Regions from separate parts of the Mus musculus genome. Here regions 2 and 3 are each linked to region 1. Evidence: chromatin contacts called from public HiChIP or PLAC-seq data. All regions are on one chromosome and are shown on one strand. The core of a region is the stretch at or near the end of the contact, and the rest is flanking DNA. Distances in the headings are between cores, read along the strand shown. Region 1 holds the start of Sult2b1 (sulfotransferase family, cytosolic, 2B, member 1). Region 2 holds the start of Tbc1d17 (TBC1 domain family, member 17). Region 3 holds the start of Rps11 (ribosomal protein S11).

Region 1 (3,003 bases), core at 263-2,762:
CCTAGTTCGCCTCAGCTGCCAGCACAGCCCAGAATTACCCAGATCTCAGCTGAGCTGGGGGGTTGACTCCATTGGTCTGAGGACATGTTTGTGATAGATTGTCTTCTTTTATCATTGTTTATTTGTTTAAATATGTTTTTTGTTTATTTACTATTTGTCTCCCCATGTAGCCCTGGCTGGCCTCGAACTCACCTGCCCCTGCCCTCTTAGTGCTGAGATTAAAGACATATGCTGCCCGGGGGCACACTCTTGATAGCTAATTGATAGAGAAGGTCCTAGCCCACTCAGGGCAGTGCCCCTCCTGGGCAGGGGCCTGGGGTTTATAGAGTTAGCTGAGCAAGCTCTAAGGAGCCAGGCAGTCACAGCAGGATCCTGTGTGATTTCTGCTTCTGTTCCTGATTGCGTTGCTTCTCTGTGATAAGGCTGGGGCCTGGAAGTGTAAGCCACACAGGGCCTGTCTTCCTTCGGTTGCTTTTGGTCAGGTGGTCTATTACAGCGACAAAGAGAGAAGCAGAATGCGCAGTGGCTTTCCTTCTCTGTGAAGACTGTGGAGTAGTCTGCATGCGAATTCACACGAAATGAGGAACCTCCTCCACAGACACGCGCGGTTCCGAGAACAAGCAACAGCCAGGGCAGACAGAGCGCTCAGAGAGAGCCAGATTAACCTTCCAGTGGATAAGCAGAGGTTTACCCAGTGACACTGTGCCCAGCAGCACACACCTGCCATTCCAGAACCCGAGACACTGAGACAGCAGGACCAGCTGAGGTTCAAGGCCAGCCTGGGCTACATGAAAACCTTTCTCAACAAAAATGAACAAATTACCCAGCAAACCATGCGCGGCTGGTGGCACTCAGTGCTGTGAAGGCTTGGGAGACAGGGAAGGATTGGGGACACTGTGGCAGCCCTAGAGGGGAGGGGACATTAGCTAGGCCTTCAGAGTCTCCCTGGAGCAGGGACTTAGTGCGCAGTGCAAAGGAAGGTACTGTTAGCAGAGGACAAGCTGCCGGGTTCTGCAAAGCAGGCTCCTCCCCTTCCTCCTCCCTTCTCTCCTCCCTTCCTCCCCAGCCCAGACTAGCACTACCGGTACCTGATTTGGGGTAGGTGACAATGAAGATGTCGTCGTCCCGCACGTTGCTAGTGTTCTCAGCCAGACTGAGGCTCTCCGGTGAGTACATGCCGACAGGAAAAGGGATACCTTTGTATCTGAAGTATTCACCTCCAAAATTCCAGCTGAAAGAGGGGAAGGGCACGTGTAAAGAAGACCAAGGAGGTGGGCAAGAGTCGCAGGGCCCTCCATTCACACGCCAGTGAGGAGTGTCCTTTCTCTGAGCCCCGTGTGTCCACCTGAGGAGTAGATCCACTTCAACTCCACCACAGCAGTCCCGTGATGTCATACTGTCGCCCCCACACTATGGGTGTAGAAAGCTGAGCGTGGAGGGTGGGAGTGACTCGCCCAAAGCTACGCTTCTGGTAGGAGGAAGGGTACTTCATGTCTGCAAAGTGGAGCTAAGTGTTCTCCTTATGTCTATTCCACATCCCAACCCTGGAGGGCGACACCACGTCATCAGGCCATTTTCCGAACGAGGAACCCAAGCCAAAGGTGGCAGGTGCCCCCGCCAACGCTGCACGCTGCAGAGCCCATGTGAGAACCCACGATGACTCACCGAGAAGCTAAAACGATCTAGCTGTTTGTCCCAAAGCCATGACGCATTTACGCAGCCACGAAACCGAGTTTCCAAAGAGAAGACTGAACCTAGACCTTTCAGAATGGTGCAAGAAGTGGTCCACTACGGAGCCCCGCCCCATCCCCCCCCCCCCCGCACTGTGAGCCCCGCCCACAGCCCTCTATTAATTTGTTGGAGACAGAGTCTCACTAAGCTGTTCTGGCTGGTCTTGAACTTTTGATTCTTGTGTGTCAGCCTCCTAAGTAGCTAGGATGACAGATTTGGGCCACCAGGCTCATGTGGGACACATATTTTATCTACTGATTTTTTTGTACTGATGGAGCTTGAGCCTTGATGCTGACACATTAGGCTATCACTCGACCACCACGCTACAACCCTTGGTTTCATGTTTTGAGGGAAAAGGAAACCACAGCATATTGCTTTGTTTTGAAGAAACGCACCCACTAAAAGTTCCTAAGAACAGCCTGGCTTCTGGATGCCGCATCTGCTTCGTTCCTCTGACTGGTGGGACCTCTGTGAGTGAGACCAGTGGATCACATCACGCTGGTCATTCCCAAAGGCTGAGACAGGAGGACAGAGAACTAAAGGCCAACTCCAAAAGTACAGGGAGATTTGGACTCAAAAAGGAAAAGACACTGGGGTGTGGTGGCGCACACTTTAAGTCCCAGGCAGAGTCAGGGAGATCGCTGAGTTTAAGGCCAGCCTGGTCTACAGAGTGAGTTCCAGGACAGCCAGGGCTACACAGAGAAACCCTATCTCGGAAAAAAAAAAAAAAAAAGACAGGGTTTCTCTGTGTAGCCCTGGCTGTCCTGGAACTCACTCTGTAGACCAGGCTGGCCTCGAACTCAGAAATCTGCTTGCCTCTGCTTCCCGAGTGCTGGGATTAAAGGCGTGCGCCACCACGCCCGGCTGAGAAACCCTGTCTTGAAAAACGAAAAAAAAAAAAAAGAAGAAAGAAAGAAAGAAAGAAGAAAGTTTGTAGTGGTAGAGCCCCTACCTAGAATCCCCATTCCAGCTTACACTTCTACATTGCTGTTCATCACTAAAGGAAGTCAGGACTGGAACTCAAGCAGGTCAGGGAGCAGGAGCTGATGCAGAGGCCATGGAGGGATATTACTTACTGGCTTGCTTCCCCTGGCTTGCTTAGCTTGCTTTCTTATAGAATCCAAGACTACCAGCCCAGAGATGGCACCACCCACAGCCCCCCCCCCCTTGATCACTAATTGAGAAAATGTCTTACCGTTGGATCTCATGATCTCATGGAGGCATTTCCTCAACTGAAGCTCCTTTTTCTGTGATAACTCCAGCCTGTGTCAA
Region 2 (3,003 bases), core at 321-2,820, 890 kb before region 1:
CCATTGTCATTGTAACTAGCTGTGAGTCTACAGGGGGCACTGATGATGGACAGACAGGGGATACTGTTGAGCAGGGCCAGACATAGGCTCAATGGGTAAGACAGATGGCCTAAGTTCAGTCCAGAGAACCCACAAGGAGAAATGAATGACCCCTCCGAGTAGAACACACACAAATAAGCAAATAAGTCATCTATGGCCAGAAAGATAGTGTAGTAGTTAGCAAGGCTTACTGTACAGTCCCAGAGACCAGAGTTCAGATCCCAGTCCCCACATACCATCCAAAGCTCCAGCATGTGTCTGCAGTGCTGTCTTCTGCATGCACTCACAGGTAGTGCACACACATGCTCACACATTCACACCCCCTCCACACCCCACACAATCTAAATCTTTGCGCTTAGTGAGAGGGTTCTGGACTTGCTGCCAAAACCGGCAACCTGGGTTCAACCCTGGAGCCCACTCGGTGGAAGGAGAGAACCTGCTACCACAGGTTATCCTCTGACCTCCACACACCCACACCGTGGCATGTGAATGCACACACACAATAAATAAATGTAATAAATAAACGTAAAGCAAACAGAGAGGAAAGAAAGCTGCCTCAGACCAAAACTAGGCCACACCCCTTGAGAAGTCTGAACCCAGCAGGGTCCCCTAAGGAGCCAAAAGGATATGGCATTAGGTCATTTCAGAAAGCAAACAGGCTCACAGGTTCCCGAGTACTCCCTGCCTTCCACTAGAGTGGGGAAGAGGAGCGAGTCGCCTACCTTCTTGAAGAGAATCTGGGTTGGGTCTCCAGCCTCCTCCACCGGAGCCCAGTGCAGAAAGACGTCGCTGTCCTGAGGGACATGGGGAGGACTTAGTAGAGTCACCCGAATGCCCCTCATCCCTCAATTCGAAGTTCCCACACATGTCACCTCCATCCCGGCCCACCTTTTCCACCACTCGTATGACGCCGGCGATGAGCGAGTCTGGATCCTGGTGTTTCCGGGCGCTGGTGTGCAGGTACACGCCTCCCTTTTCAAACACCACCTAGTGAAAGCCAAGGGTCTAAGGGAGGCGTTTTCCCCAGGGGCGGGGTCTAGAGCCCCTGACTGACAAGCGGAGATGGGGCGTGGCGAGTCTACAGTCCCGCCTCGCACCCCAGATGGGCGTGCGTTTTCCAGGGGGCGGGGCTAAGGGAGGCTCTCCCTAAGGACTGCGGAGAGTGACAACAGCATCGTAACTAGAAGCTGGTGCTTGCTAAGTTGACTCGGCCTAATCCCTGCACAGCAGAAGGTGGAAGCGGACCATCAGTGGGGGGCGTCTCCTGTAGATGAGCGAGGGAATGATTTCCAAAGTCTTACCCTGTAGCTGGATCCTTCCATTGCCGCCGCGGAGGTTCCACTGCCCCTATCTCCTCCTTTTCCGGGTCAACTTGGTGTCATATCCGGAAAAATAACGCTCCCTTCCAGGCTAGATAGTGGTAGCGTCCCCGAGGTTGTTAAGGCTGCAGTGGGTGAGACCATCTGTTTGAACAGGGTAGTAGAAACTCGAAGACATAGGTCACGAGGTGTAGAACGCAAAGTTGGCAAGGGTCAGCGGGACGGCGCAGGCGCACTGCGCCACTCTCGCCACGAAGTAAACAAGTAGGAGGACCCATGCTCGCAGCCCAACTCGTGATCGCTCGGGAACGCCTCCTTGGCCCTCTCCATATTTTATACTGGCATCGAAGCCAATACTGTGCCGTTTTTCTCGAGGACAAACCAGAGCGGCTTGGTGGAAGCCATGTTAATGCGGGGCACTACCATCTCTTTGCGGGGCACGACGGCGGGGTGCTGGAAAAGCGAAACGGAGAGAGGAAAAGGTGAGAGAAGCGGTATGGCACCAGAGGCGCTGAGGGGCTCGGGATAAAGGGTGAAGCCGTCAGTGCTCCTGGAAACGAAGCTGCCCCAAATTTCTGAGTCACCGTGGAAAGAGGACTGCACCACCATCTTGAAACTGGGCAAACCGAAGCAAGAAACGCTGCCATATTGAATCTTTGCCAGCTTTGTGTTAAAGGGAACGAGCGAGGGCCTAGAGGAGGGGGTCTAGTGTGGACGGAAGGAAGTGTCCATATGCTTTATAGGCATATGAAGCCATACTAACTGCCACGTCGGGACGGGAGCAGACGTTGAATACGAACGAGGGACGTCATGCCGCTTGCGTGTGAGCATGGGCATGCAGTCATGCCGCTTGCCTACGCTTGTGTGAGCATGGGCATGCGGTCATAGTTGTTGCGGGCAATTCGAAACAGTAGCAAAAGTCTTTTGCCGTATTTTCCATCCGTGGGCACCCTTGCTGTCGCTCTTGCCCACGGCTTGCCGACGGAGCTTCTAGTTGCTATTTTGATTTGAGGCATGCAGGATAAGGGAGGGGGAGTGTACACAATGGAGGAGGGGCAGCCACACGGAAATGACGCAAGAAGCCGCCATGCCTTTTGAGGGCGGCGACGGCGCCTGGCCGGCCATGCTGGCTACGGGCACGTGAGTGGAGGCGGCGTTGTGAGCTGGGGTTTGGGGAGGGTCTGGCCTTCCTGAGGTTGAGGGGCAGTGGGAGGGCGAGCCCCCGTGGGAAGGGTATGGACTGCATAGGTCAGGGGGGCAGTGATCGTCCTGCGACTCCTGGCCGACTGCTGAAAGAGCTCACGCTCAACCCCATGTGTCTGACTCGCGACGAAGTGTAGACGAGCTTCACTGCGGGGGTGCCGACGGGCTGGAACCCTCACGCTGGCGGTGAACCATGTCCATACGGCTGTGTGTGCTGGGGGTCGCGGGTGGGTGAGGGGGCGCCCCGGGCGGGACTTCCGGTCCCGATCCCCACCGGGGGCGGGATTTCCTGTTGTGTTCCTAGAGCAGGGGCCTCTCTGGGCTGCGGGCGTGGTGTAGCCCTGGTCGGCGGCCTCACTTCGGTGGTAGGATCCTTCTTGGACGTCCCGCACCGTGTCCCGTGCTGCGGCCGTTTTCTTTTCTATCTCTCTTCACAACTGTC
Region 3 (3,003 bases), core at 177-2,676, 620 kb before region 1:
GAGAGTAACAGAAAGGTGTTAGCAGGTAGGAGTCAGTTGAACGGGGCTCCCAAGAAGCTCCATTTATGGCATCAGCTTTGTCAACTGGCTGTCTCAGCAGTGCCCTAGAGGACATCTGAAGACCATCGTGAGAACAGACATCACTTGCCAGCGCCCCTGGACGCAGGAACCTAGAACCACCCTTCCAACATCCCACTCACCAGACAGGATCCGACCTCGGATGGAGACGTTACCAGTGAAGGGGCATTTCTTGTCTATGTAGGTACCCTCAATAGCCTGCAAAGTTAAGAAAGTGGGGTTTAGATTACCACTTCCTAAACAGAACCAAGGATGACGCCTCAGGGCCCATACTACAATTCCCAGGGGCCCATGGGAAGCCACTGTGAAGGGGGCGGGGTGGCTGTGCTCCCACACGTGCAGGGCAGCAGGGATCTCATCTGCTGGAGGGTCCTGTACCTCTTTAGGCGTCTTGAAGCCTAGACCGATATTCTTGTAGTACCGAGGGAGTTTTTCCTTGCCGGTTTCTCCCAGCAGAACCCGCTTCTTGTTTTGAAAGATCGTAGGCTGCTTTTGGTAAGCACGCTCCGTCTGTAGGGATGAGAATTTGGTGAGGTTGCAGGTAAAGTTCAAGGAAATCAGAGACAATATTTCTTCCTTCCTACCTTCAACCTTATTTGCCCCAATCGCCAAAACCGGCTGGTCAGGGCTCTCCAACCACCCCAAGTCTAGTTTAGCTCACACACTGCGTCCCATCTAACACCTCCACAGCCTGCAGAACTCACGGCTGAGATCAAAAAGAGCTTTTCAGCCAGACTGGACCTCCAAAACATACAAATCCACTCATTCGGGATTCAAGCTTATGTCCACGTAGCCGAGCCTGGTGGGCCGGATCTGTCATCCCGGTTGAGGTTGAGGCAGGATGGCAAGTTTAAGACAAGCCTAAGCTCATCGAGGCCAGAGCTGCGCTCACACTGAAAACTACAGCGAGGTCGGGACCGCAGCCCTGCCGTAGAGCGCACGAGGTCCGGGCCTCAGTCTCCATCAAGGGGAAAAAACCTGCTTTACCCAGTGTCCCCGGCTCTGCCGCCGCAGGACTCCCGCGCCGCAGGATGCCCTCCTCCCGCCACAATCCCTCACCCGTTAAGCTCTGAGCTTTAAGAACCAACTCCCGAAGCGCCAGGGACCCCATTACTGCGTAGAGCCCGGATTTCCGAGCCGCCTGAGACGAAGGCATTCGCAGGCATCCTCGCTTCAGCTAATGCGTAAGACAACGAGGACGCCAAGGGATACGCTCCACACCGAAGCGTCGGGGGAAAGCAACTAAACGCTCGAACCTGAATGTCCGCCATCTTCCCGGCCGCCGGAGAAAGGGAGAGGCAGGGCCGCTCCCGGCTTCCTTATTCACCACGCGAGGTCGGGGCGGAAGTGACGCGGGGTTATCCTCACGGAGGTGGGAGGTACTTCCGGCGAGAGCCCGCGTTCCTGGGACTGTCCGTACGCCGCCATGACGGGGGAGGACTAAGGGGCGGGAAGATCCTATCATCTCGCGAGATTTCAGGAGCACGATGTGGAGGAAACGTGCATCATGTGGTACGGCGAGGCTTAGGGCGGAGAAGGCGTGCCGTACGGGTTGGGAAACACGTGCTGGGATTCAGTTTCCAGAGAGAAGCGGCCGTGCAGAGCGGGTCTCAAGAAAGGGGTGAACCGCTTTACAGCAGAGTATCTGCCATACGATGTCAGGAGCAGCCAGCGTCGACCGAATAGTCAACCTTTCTTCCTTTTATTAAAGGCCGACGTCACCAAGGTCGCATGTCCTTTGTTGACAGTATCTCAGGCTGCGCGTCTACCCACACTTTGATGGGTTTATGTCCTGACTACTCGTGGATGAGTGTCTAACCTTAGGTGACCACCCCAGGTAATAGAGGAACCATTTAGCCAGGTGGCAAAAGCTTGTGTCAGTTTCTCGTATTCACCGTTCTAGCCCTGCACAGATGGGCTAGAACAGTATAAAGCATATTTTCAAAATAGATTGACATTTTGAGTGGTGCTGGATCTTTTTAACCCCAGCACTCACGGAGGCATAAGGACTTGGCTTCCAGGTCAGCTAGCTGTAATAAAAACTCTAGTGGTGGTTAACATGGGAAGCATTTTTAAGATTATATGTAAGTACACTGTAGCTGTTCTCAGATACTCCAGAAGAGGGCATCAGATTTCATTATGGATAGTTGTTAGGCACCATTTGGTTGCTGGGATTTGAACTCGGATCCTTCGTAAGAGCAGTCTGTGCTCTTAACCACTGAGCCATCTCGCCAGCCCCCGGAAGGATTTGATGTTTAAAGAACCAGAAGACTCAGGCGTGGTAAATGCCTTTAGTCCCAGCCTTTGTGTCATGGCCTGACCTCCTACAGTCCAGGTACCAGCTCTTGTATCTTGGTGCTGACTTACAGTAACACCATCTAGGACAGGACCCAAGATGTATATCTGCAACTTTTGAGCAACAAAGCCTATCCCGTGAGCAAGGATTCACCCAAAGGGGCCCCCCATGCAGATGACCTGCTGGTGCCCTCTGCCCCTCTCTGCACAGCACACATCGTACACACTTAAGTCAAATAATTTATTAGCACATAAAATCCTCCAGAAAAATACTGCTTTGTGGTCTGCTGGGAAGGAGCAAGGCAGTGCTCCAAGTGTGCACTTGTGAACCCCAGCTCATGTGCAGATCTCATTTTCATAGCTGCAGAATAGGGTACTTGGTCAGGTGGGTGGGGCAGCCCTGCTACTCATTTTCAACACTGAAGCTCAACTGATTCATCCCATGGTTTGCACTTTAATAAAAACTCATGCAGGTGGTGCGCTGTCAGCTCTCTAATGTCCCCTCTACCCACAGGAGCAGTGCCTAAGGAACCTTTGGTCCCCACTTCCCTAGTTGGCGGCGGAGGAAGGGCAGGCCAGGCAGGCATGAGGCAAACAGTCTTTATTGGGTTCACACCAGGAGTCCGTTGG

The links. HiChIP or PLAC-seq counts read pairs in DNA pulled down with a chosen protein or histone mark.
Region 2: a contact with region 1 is called in an H3K27ac HiChIP or PLAC-seq map of double positive thymocytes, with 4 times the contacts expected there. The contact joins the promoter of Tbc1d17 here to the promoter of Sult2b1 in region 1. A contact is called at or near these places in 4 of 115 datasets of contacts at active chromatin or transcription factors (bone marrow-derived macrophages, double positive thymocytes, effector CD8 T cells and 1 more).
Region 3: a contact with region 1 is called in an H3K4me3 HiChIP or PLAC-seq map of bone marrow-derived macrophages, with 6 times the contacts expected there. The contact joins the promoter of Rps11 here to the promoter of Sult2b1 in region 1. A contact is called at or near these places in 4 of 39 promoter capture datasets (hippocampal neurons, liver and neutrophils) and 2 of 115 datasets of contacts at active chromatin or transcription factors (bone marrow-derived macrophages and thymic regulatory T cells).

The regions. Positions count from the first base shown.
Region 1 is chr7:45,740,966-45,743,968 of GRCm38.p6, forward strand. Sult2b1 (sulfotransferase family, cytosolic, 2B, member 1) reads right to left here and starts at 1,513. Exons shown (of 6, transcript NM_001360784.1): 1 at 1,089-1,513. The coding sequence starts at 1,395. Gm31597 (a long non-coding RNA gene) reads left to right here and starts at 997. Exons shown (of 3, transcript XR_391433.4): 1 at 997-1,166.
Region 2 is chr7:44,847,509-44,850,511 of GRCm38.p6, forward strand. It overlaps Tbc1d17 (TBC1 domain family, member 17), which reads right to left and starts at 1,571. Exons shown (of 17, transcript NM_001042655.1): 1 at 1,341-1,571; 2 at 928-1,026; 3 at 762-833. The coding sequence starts at 1,361. Akt1s1 (AKT1 substrate 1 (proline-rich)) reads left to right here and starts at 1,716. Exons shown (of 5, transcript NM_026270.4): 1 at 1,716-1,840. It overlaps Mir707 (microRNA 707), which reads left to right and starts at 2,191; the gene lies at 2,191-2,263.
Region 3 is chr7:45,122,963-45,125,965 of GRCm38.p6, forward strand. Rps11 (ribosomal protein S11) reads right to left here and starts at 1,427. Exons shown (of 5, transcript NM_013725.4): 1 at 1,335-1,427; 2 at 457-588; 3 at 201-276. The coding sequence starts at 1,349. Rpl13a (ribosomal protein L13A) reads right to left here. Exons shown (of 8, transcript NM_009438.5): 8 at 2,601-3,003. The coding sequence ends at 2,984. Snord35b (small nucleolar RNA, C/D box 35B) reads right to left here and starts at 149; the gene lies at 63-149.